Linked DNA regions of Drosophila melanogaster: region 2 is linked to region 1. Evidence: chromatin contacts called from public Hi-C data. All regions are on one chromosome and are shown on one strand. Each heading gives the region's core, a stretch centred on a gene start, on an enhancer-like site or on the middle of the called end of the contact. The rest is flanking DNA. Distances are from core to core; before and after follow the strand shown. Region 1 holds the start of amn (amnesiac). Region 2 holds the start of Mnr (Membrane-bound Notch regulator).

What was found. A called contact is a pair of places that touch in the nucleus more often than the background predicts.
Region 2: a contact with region 1 is called in a Hi-C map of the Kc167 cell line, with 1.6 times the contacts expected there. The contact joins the promoter of Mnr here to the promoter of amn in region 1. A contact is called at or near these places in 2 of 107 Hi-C or Micro-C datasets (the Kc167 cell line and eye imaginal disc).

The regions. Positions count from the first base shown.
Region 1 is chrX:19,888,328-19,893,274 of dm6, forward strand. It overlaps amn (amnesiac), which reads right to left and starts at 1,733. Exons shown (of 1, transcript NM_078692.2): 1 at 1-1,733. All of the region lies in intron 4 of Hers (Histone gene-specific Epigenetic Repressor in late S phase), which reads left to right.
Region 2 is chrX:21,278,814-21,283,832 of dm6, forward strand. Mnr (Membrane-bound Notch regulator) reads right to left here and starts at 2,358. Exons shown (of 6, transcript NM_167735.2): 1 at 2,233-2,358; 2 at 369-373.

The DNA.
Region 1 (4,947 bases), core at 483-2,982:
CGGTTATTCCATGAACTTCATTTCAAATCGAATTGAAATGTGTTTTTCCACTGCGGTTTTTCAACTGCAATTAGGGCTTTGAAAATTGATAATCAGAAACCACAGACCAAATTCATATGGATTAAATATGCAATGGAACAATATTAACAAGTGACCTAAAATAGATTCCGAAAAAGCCCATATTGTTTCCACCAGTTTTCCTTCTTAGATCACAGTTCCTATAAATAACTCTCTTAGCAAAGGAGTGCATGAATCAGTAGATATGAGTGAGTCGTAAATATTTTATAATATCACGAGGAGATAGTTGGCTAATCTTGAATGAGATCACTAAGAGATCCTTTATATTATTTTTTCACATAGGATGCCATATGTCATTTGCTTGATTCAGGATGTTCAGTACTTTTGATTCATTTAATTTCAAGTTTGACAATGATATGTATCATCTATTTACTTGATTAGCGATCAAATCTGTTTTCCATCTTGCGCAGCGGTTCCGTTTGATACTCTATACATATCCGATATCCTTTCATGAATGCCAATGTGTGTGCGTGATTAAATCCGCACCATGTGGACGCTCGGAACATTTGGTATATGTGCATACATACATATATATCTGCTTAGATCCTTGATCCCACATTGTTCGCGGTCCTTGTCTTCGTATTCTTCGGTTGACGCTAAGTACAACGCCAAAGTATCGTCCTTCTGTCGAGGACGCTGTTGTTGTTGCTGTTGTTGCTGTTGTTGCTGCAGCACACACCTTTGCACTTTAATTTCTGGCGTCTTGTTTAGCATCTGCGCCGGGTGTTATTTAAAAATAAAAGAGGAAGAAGAACGAGCCAGGATGAATGGTAGGGATGGGATGGTATGGAATGGTATGGGGAGGGACTCGAGAGAGCGGGTATATGTGAAGTCGACTGGCGACGGCGGCGGCGGCAGCAGCAGCGGTTTTAATGTCAATAAGACGCGGCGGCTATTGCCAGTCACTCACACCATCGATCGCCCCCTCTCGCTCGCACACTTATACACGGCCACACGGCGTGTGTGTGCACGCGGTCAGGACGTGCACACACACACTTGCGAAGCAACAGTGCCGTCCCATATCCTTCGGCTTGTTTATCCTTATTTTCTCTCAATTTCATGCTTCCTGCTCCCCTGCCGACTTGCCTCCACCTAAACCCTCTCTCTCTCTCTCCCTCTCTCACACTGAAAGAAAAGGAGCAGCCTTTTGAATCTGTAGTTCTTAATCCTTTTCATCTGCAACAGATGTCACTGCCTAACATTTTTATCTGCGCGTTTTATCTGGATCCTGTAAAAAGGAAGCTATGGTTATGCTTGCTGAAAGGTATTTTCGCCAGTGTACATACTTAGCCACCAATCGTCTCTGGCTCATTATTGTTATTACGTATACGGTAGTAAGGGTAGAAAAAGGAGTAAATATACAACTAAGGCGTTTTCGTATGCGATTTCCGAATCATCCGTTATTATTAATGGGTAAATAAAAATTCGTCTCTTAGTAGATGAGTATCTTAACGTATTGCATTGGGGAAATAACTAAAATAGTAGCGTATCTATTAAAGCACATAAAAACATTAATGAGCACTAAAGTAACCGTTAGTTATTTGACAATTTGCCTGCCTGAATGACCAAATCTGCCGTTGGTATTGTATTGTTTTTCCGAGTCCGAAAAGCTTGCAATCATGGCTTTTGCGCACTTAGGATGTGCGCACCCCTTCCGAAGACTTCCACACACACGCGGACGCACATCAGCTGGTTAATAACAATACACACACACACACACACACACACACCGATGTGTGGAACTTGTTCTGCCTGCCACGCAATTTCAAACGGCCTTGAACGGCATTTGATAGTTGCTTTCGTCGTCGGTTTTGGCACTGCCCTAGACCTGCATGCCATGCCAAGCCATGCCATCTATGGGAACCCAATCCATACCACATATCAGTACATGTACATATATGTACACACATACATACATACATATATATATATCGTATGCAGCCACTCGTGCAGCTGTTGTCAAAATAAGGGTTCGTACTGGACTATTTCAATTAGTCGCTCAGAAAAGGGGTATATTGTCTTTGGGAAAACGCGTGCAACAGGTAAAGGGGTGTGTTTGTGGCATTATAATAGACGAGTTTCTGATCAGTAGCAACAGCTTTGTAATATATATGAAATATATGTATGTATTATGTATGCTTCAATGCTTCACAATTGTTGGTGCATATGCAGTACAGGATATAATTGAGGTATGTGTACATACATATGTACATACGTACATAGAAAGGATGTTAAAGCTGATAGGTTCCTTTCATCCGTTCGATTGGACTTTTCTGCATATTAGACGATATGATCTATACACTTATGTATATTACTTAATAATTAAAAGGAGAGGACGGCACTACGTTTAACTTGAACACAGGTGCACAACATACAGACGTTCATATATCCATATGTATATATGTGTACGTACCATGGATTTTGTCCAAAATTTGCATTTTGCAGCTGCACAACAACAGTTGAAAGCGATTCAAGTCAAGTCCGAGTCAAGTCGAGTCGAATGAAATTGATTCGATTGGCAACTCATAAATAAACATGAGCTGGGGAGATCGTTAAACGAACATGCTTGCTGCACCGCCCCTCTCCGTCCCACAAAAGATTCGCATTCTCCTAAAACCCATACAATCTATACAAACCATAAAGAATCGACCTAACTGTGGCAATATTGTAAATGCAATTAACTGTAGTTCTCTGCCGCCGCGCTGCGCAATTGAATGTCGGCCATTGGATAATCGAGGGGTTTGGGGAACTGGGACCACCATATAGGGGCAGTTAGCACGCGTCAACTCTATATAGCTATAAAACACGGCAAAGATACAAATACGGCAGTATTATCTATTCGAATCTTACTATTGGGATTCAGCGGGATACCAGAAGAAAGCATTGCTTTTGCAATCAAAAATCACCAAAAGTATAAAAATACTATCATAACTAGCCATGCGGATCTTACAAATCCAACGCTTGAACCATTGACCATTATTTTCTTACGTCGGATAAATTTGTTTTCAAAAAAAAAAAAAAAAAAGACTTCGTACCATCTTGTTTTAATATGTGACAGGAAGTTTGGTTTTAAATGTGCGGATTAGATTAGATACACGGTCATATCCCTTATCTATTTCACTTGAATTATTGTAATAAGTTATCTGTTGATATACTCGGAATTTCACTTAAGATGTGAACTTTACGTTGTGTTCTTTTACAATCGATCGAACGATCATAGATGAAATGTGATGATTAGCGGGCCCATAAAAGCGTTCTTTCTGAAGAAACTGCTCAAACTCGATCCATTTGCTTTGCCTAGAATGTTTTAAACAAATAACTGACTATGCGGCTAGGAGATCAAAACGAGTTTTTAGGTTAGTAAGCATTCAGAAATACTATCGCAGCAATCGCTCCATGGGCTTTGACTTTATGGGCTTTGAGCGAGTGAATAAATAAGTTCCGTTTGTTTTATATATATATAAATATTTTTTTTTTTTGCATTGCGGATCACTTTGATTAATTTATTCTATGGAAATTTCTTTCGATCATTTTTGCGATTAGTCTTCGCATTCTTCTCCCTCGTCTTCTGGTCTTCTGGTAGCGCCTACTCGTCTTCTACAACGCCCACACTAACTATGTATTTCCCCCCGATTTTCGTCTGGCTTTCGTTATCGTCACTCCATGGAGCTGTGGTGCTTTATATGCGGCTCCGGCTGGTTGTGTGACCTTCGCATAGCAAAGCGTCGCCATCGCCATCGCCATCGTCATCGTCATCGTCGTCAGTCGTCAGTCGACAACGGAACAGCTTCACTTATTATAAAAGTATTATTACTACTATTTCTGGCTGGCTATCCGAGTCGACGCTATATCGCATAGTTCCAATGTATATGCTAATTCGACGCCGGTCGCCCATCGCCCATCGTTCACCGTCCGCCGTCCATCGCCCCGATTCTTCCGGAACTCGGTGTCCAAACATTGAAATCCGGAGACGCCTTCAAGTGATGTGGTGATGTTGGGTTGTTACTTCGATGGCCAGCACAGGCGGCACAATGAATAATGAACTCACTCGAACCGAACTCCAAAACCGGAAGACACCGAAACAATTTTGCCATGTGCCTATTATATGGTATTATTTTCATAGTGCTTTGCTTTTTTATGTATTTGTGCCGAAATCTGGACAGAAAGCTAGAAAATAAATAGGAGCGTTTTTCTAATAATAATTATAATTAAAATTAATTATTAATTATGATAAAAGCATCCCAGGTTTTGGAAATTTATCGCTTATATATGGATATTGTATGATAAGCAACACACTTCTGTTAACTATTAGTTGGCAAGAAACTATTGTTTTATCGTCAACCAAAAAAATTCCTTTGCGTATATTTCCGCTATATTTCTTATCAGTGCGCGAATTTGTTTTCACAGAATTTTGAAATCTGAACTTTTAAATTTCTCAAGCAGTTGTTACTTTTCCTTTGATGGACGAACATCACTTGGGTTATATAGTTTTTAAACTAAAAGTATTTAAATTAAAAATAAAAAAAAGGACAACAGGAAGGCATTTAAGTTTGTATGTATGAATTCCCAATCGGTTTGTTGGGATGTCTCTTTATGTTTTGTTTTATTCTCAAATTGAAACTTTACATCAAAAGAACAACAATAACAAGACAACAAAACCGAAAATAAATGAAATAAGAGCTTTGTGGAAAGTAAACATTTCTTACAAAGTTAAAACTGTAGATTAGTTCTAAAACGTAACCATGAAACAATATTAATTTCAATACTATTAGTTTGGTGAAGAGTGCGAATTAGTAGTGGTTTCGAGAGTTATTTTTCAACAACCGAGGAGATCTTGAATTGAGGAGATCTCATTATGTCCGGATTGTG
Region 2 (5,019 bases), core at 1,108-3,607, 1.4 Mb after region 1:
TGGAAATAAAATGGAAAAATAATAGTGATTGTGTTGAATATTCAGATACATTTAATATATACATACTTTTTCACGATGCTTTACTCTATTTTCGTTGAAAAAATTCCAAAAAAAAAAAAACATAGCTCTGCAATCCGATAGATTGCTTAATATGTCCAATAAAAGCTCTTGCAAACACGTTATTCCAAGCTAATGTCAAAAATGTTTTCCCTGCCGCATTTCAGTCAGTTTTCCTAAAGTTTTCCTGATTGATTTGTCGGAAAGCACAAGACTTTGCAGCGAAACAAAAGTCGCAGTAAATTAATAAGCCTGCCGCAGACGCGGGGGGCAGTCAGGCCCCCTATGACCAAATGGTAACACATACTGACCTGACCTACTCTCCGGTTGCGAGTTGGAGCACGGGCCCGAGTATGGGATCCAGAACGGGAACGGGAAGAGGAGCGTTGCACAGCGGTGGCAGTGGCGAAAATAGTAACATAAAGAATAAAACACAAAAATATATGTAGAAAAAAATATAGAAAATTTTGTTATAGAAAAAATTGGACTCTGTGTGGTATAGGCTTATAAGTGAGAGCACTTGAGTATACACTGAGAGAAATAAGGCAACTCGCGCCTTGAAGGCAGACAATATCAGCGAGCTCTTAGCAATCATTTTTCACTTGAATTTTTTGAGTTGGCTCCATGATTAGCACTTAACGGCTGCCATCCTGAGTATATTTAAGATTTGCACTTATTTCCGATTAAATGTTCACACTTAGGATAGGAACCGATCTGCGCGCAACGTCTCGAACTCTAATGAATTTCCCGCCGTGTAAAGTGGAGACTGGGAGCCTTTGGAGACCTCGCTGTTTGAAGCCCCTTTGCTGTTCCCCGATCCCCGGCGAGGGTCCTTCATGCTGGGCCCCCGGAACACGCGATATTACTGGGGGGGAATATACACATACATATGTATATGCAGGAGAAGGAGCGGGGTCTACATACTATATGTACATATATTCCGGGGAATGCAAAGGGGTCTAAAACGACGACGGTGGGCATGGCTGACTTTATTCTGACGGACTGTTGCGTGTTTTGGAGCCAACAACTGCGATGTACTCGTTGCCATTGTTGTCGCCGTTGTTGTTGCTGTTGTTTTTGTTACTTTGTTGTTGCGGCTTCCATTTACTTTCTATTGTATTATATTTTATATGCTTTGACAAAGCCCCAAGCCACTTAGACAAACTGCTTCAACTTTCTGCCCGGCTCTTGTTGCTGTTTATTATTGTTATTTAATGTTTATAGTTCGCCGAACAAGACGCGATATGTGGGTGGTTTCAGGCGGCATCACCCCTTCCCTTTCGGAGGCGTTGGGAAAGGGATTATTAGCCATGTATATTAGATGACGTTACACGACCCGGCCTACAAAAGAAACACGAAGAACCTCCGAGGAAATTGCTAGACAAAGTGGAACACTCAACACTGATCATCGCAATTAGTATGTCCCCATTTAAAGCATGGCTCTTGCATTACAGAGTTTAGGTTTAGAATTAAGTGACAAATAATTCAAATGATTTTTCCAGTATAATTAATACACTGAAGACGTCTTCGCATTAATGCGTTCAAGTCTTTTAAACCTCTTTAACTAACGTTTTGCGTTTGGAACGTTAAGAAAATATGTTTGACCATTTTAGATTTTTCAAAAAGAAAATTTAAAAACTTTTCTCCTAACAAGTTCAATGGCATAATTCGGCAATTTAAACACTGAGCCTGTGAGTTGAAAGCGTTTCCGAAATTCTTAAGCGCTTAGCAAAATTTTTTTTTTTTTTAATTGATATCCATCAATAAAATCAGCTAAAAAAAACAACATTCGAATTGCTAATTAGCAAGAGAGAGAAACGAATTAGAAAAGGCAAAGCAGAGATGACGATCACGATCACGATCTCACACACTCGAAAAAAACTATATATGCAAATATGTTTTAATTGAGCACAACAACAATGGCAACAACGTTGGCGGCACAGATTGGATTCACTTTGTTTTTAGCACTTTTTCGCAGAAAAAATGATTTAATGGCACAAAAACGAAAAAAAGAACAACACAATAAAAAAAAATTTCAGTTGTGAGAAAAAATCCCAAATCATTAGCACTTTAATTGTATTTTGGGTTTATTTTCAGTTTTTTTTTTCGTTAGTTTTTCTTTTTTTGTTTTCTTTTGATTCGAAACGCGTTTCGTGAAATCACCGGCTTACGTACGTTTATAATTTGCGTCAAAATCGCTGAGAACTGCGTTCGTTGTGGGAGCTAAAAATTAAACCGTCGGGAGCCCAACTGACACCTTCAGTGCTTCGTTTTGCACTGAGCGCCAACGCAGCGCCAGTGTAGCGCCAAAAACCGGTTCGGCTCCACGTTCAACGGCTCATGGGGACTCGGGCATCTTCGGCAATTTGGCCTTCGTGCCCGCATCGCATCATCTCGCTCTTTCCCTTGCTCCCGTTCAGCCTTCCTCCTACCATACCCTGCCCTCGCCGTTGCACCAACGCGATTTCAATGCCAAGCCAAAGCAGATGTTACCAGCGTGGATTTTGTTGTTTTGATTTTTTGTCGCGCTCGCACGTGCGCGAGTGTGTGCGTTTTTGTTTTGTTGGTGGCAAGTGCAACGCTTTCGAATACCGTGTAACTTCAGATAGCTCTGATAGAATGAATTTAGAACTATAGCGATCAGCCTAATAACTGTAGTGTTTATTTCAGAAGAAATAAATACATATGTACATATGTATGACAGGAACATAGAACTTCAAAAATACACATTTCATAAGCATTGACCAAAACACACGACACAGCAGTGATTTGAAATTTACACTTCCTTCAATAAGTAAACTTACATACCTAACTGATGTAGCAGAATCAATATTCGCTTACCATATTGCGGTTGTAACAGATTATAACTTATCCCATCTTTAGATTTTCAATAGATTCATTCTGAAAGCCAAACAAATAAATTAATTGGTATCAAAGTTCAGAATCACATCACTTCCTGCATACCCTGCATATTTACCACTAACGGCACTTACTCACACCGGAGTAAAAAGAAAAAGAAGGCAAAGAAGAAAAAGCAGAAACGCCAGTTAAAAGAAAGTTGGCAGCGCTATGATTTTAATTGGGAATCGTTTATGGGACAGAGATTTTTCTAATCCAAATGAGTTATTCGGTCATTAGTAAAGCTATTAGGGTTCCCTCCCGCTCATGATGTCTCTCACTCCCACCCTTGATCACTCTGCTGACGGTATCTTTTTTATACCCTATATGAGGGATTCATAAATATGGTTTCCCTTATTTTTTCAGAAGCTTTTAACTTTTGGTTTGCTGGCACGTTAAATATATGTACATACAAATGTATGTACATACATGCATACATTGTGTACAATAAATACCGATCCAGGCTATTCAGCACAATAAACAATACTTTTTTGGTAAGGAACTTTAAGATTCGGTCAGATTTCGCTTCTCTTCCTATTGTAACATTTATGTACATACATATGTATGTATGTACATATATATGTATTTTCAGTTGTTGTTGTTGTCATAAGCAAGGCAGAACGAATTTTTCAAGTTCAACATGTCGCCGCTTATTTTAATTTTAATCACACAACACAAAACATGAGCCGTGGTTATTGCTGTTGTTGTGGCTTTTTGTGTTACATTTTAATGTTATGCGGCCTTTGTTTGTTTGTTTATGCACACAAAACATTTATAAAAGTGCCCCAGGGTGGACTTCAATTGTTCCTAAAATTTAAGGTCATGCGGTGCAGTTTATAGGAAATTATTTAAGGCGAAACTGAATTTCCAACACATGTGCGTTTTGAACAGAAATAATTAATATAAATGATTATCATTTTAATAAAAACAATTAATCATGTACTTGTTTATTAAATAATGCTAATGCATAAATGGCTTTTTCAAACTTTTTTAAATTTGTTTAGGTATTTCCGATCTTTTCCTTTCAAATTCCACCCCAAATGACGCATATTTTATGGGATTTTTTCTGGCTTTTCTTATTTAGACTTTTGGGCCCTTAATGTCCTCTATGAGATATTATGTGCCATGCACACACACTAGCACATATCCAAAGATAACTGTAATGTTGTAATGTAGTCCATTTGCGACAAATATGCGCACCCAAAAAATGCTCCTCGGACAATGGCTGAAATTGTTCGCATATTCATGACCGAATTACCCACATTCGGCTGGCGAGTGAGCGAGAGGAGAGACCCTCCAGTGTGAGCGAGAGGGATGACGAAGGGTGCGCAGGGAGGGCGGATGACTGGACACAGCAGAACAAACAAAACCCATTGGCAAGGCACGCAAATCTCGGCTATGACCAAAATATTTGCCAAAGCTCGTCGAGTCCTAAAAAATCAAAAAGAAAAAAAAAATGTACACCGAACATAAAATCTGCAAGCAACCCTGAACGTTATATGATTTTATAATTTGAAAACATAAATTTTTTTAATTTCCTGATTTGACCATTGCTATATTAAATAGGCGAATATGTAGAAATATTAAAAAAAACATAATCTTAATGATAATGAGTTACGAATTTAAATAATTAATATTATCAATAGCCGAGTCGATCCATGTCCGTCCTCAAAACCGTCACGCCCACAATTTTGAAAATGTTTTGAAATTTTTTTACATTTATATTAGTCTTGTAAATTTCTATCGATTTGCCAAAGAACTTTTTGCCACCCCCACTCTAACGCCCTAAATCCGCCGAACCGGTCACGCCCACACTTTAGAACAATTTTTAAATGTGTTCTCATTTTATTCCCCAATATCTATCGATATCCCAGAAAAATGATGAGTAACGAGTAACAAATGAGTATCTGATATCGGGGAACTCGACTATAGCATTCTCTCTTGTTTTAATACAATATTGTATAATATAAATACATACTTTTAATTTGAAATACAATTTTTTTTGGTTTTGGGACCTAATTCCGTTTGTCATAACCCTTTTTACATCTGAAATGTGCCTATATT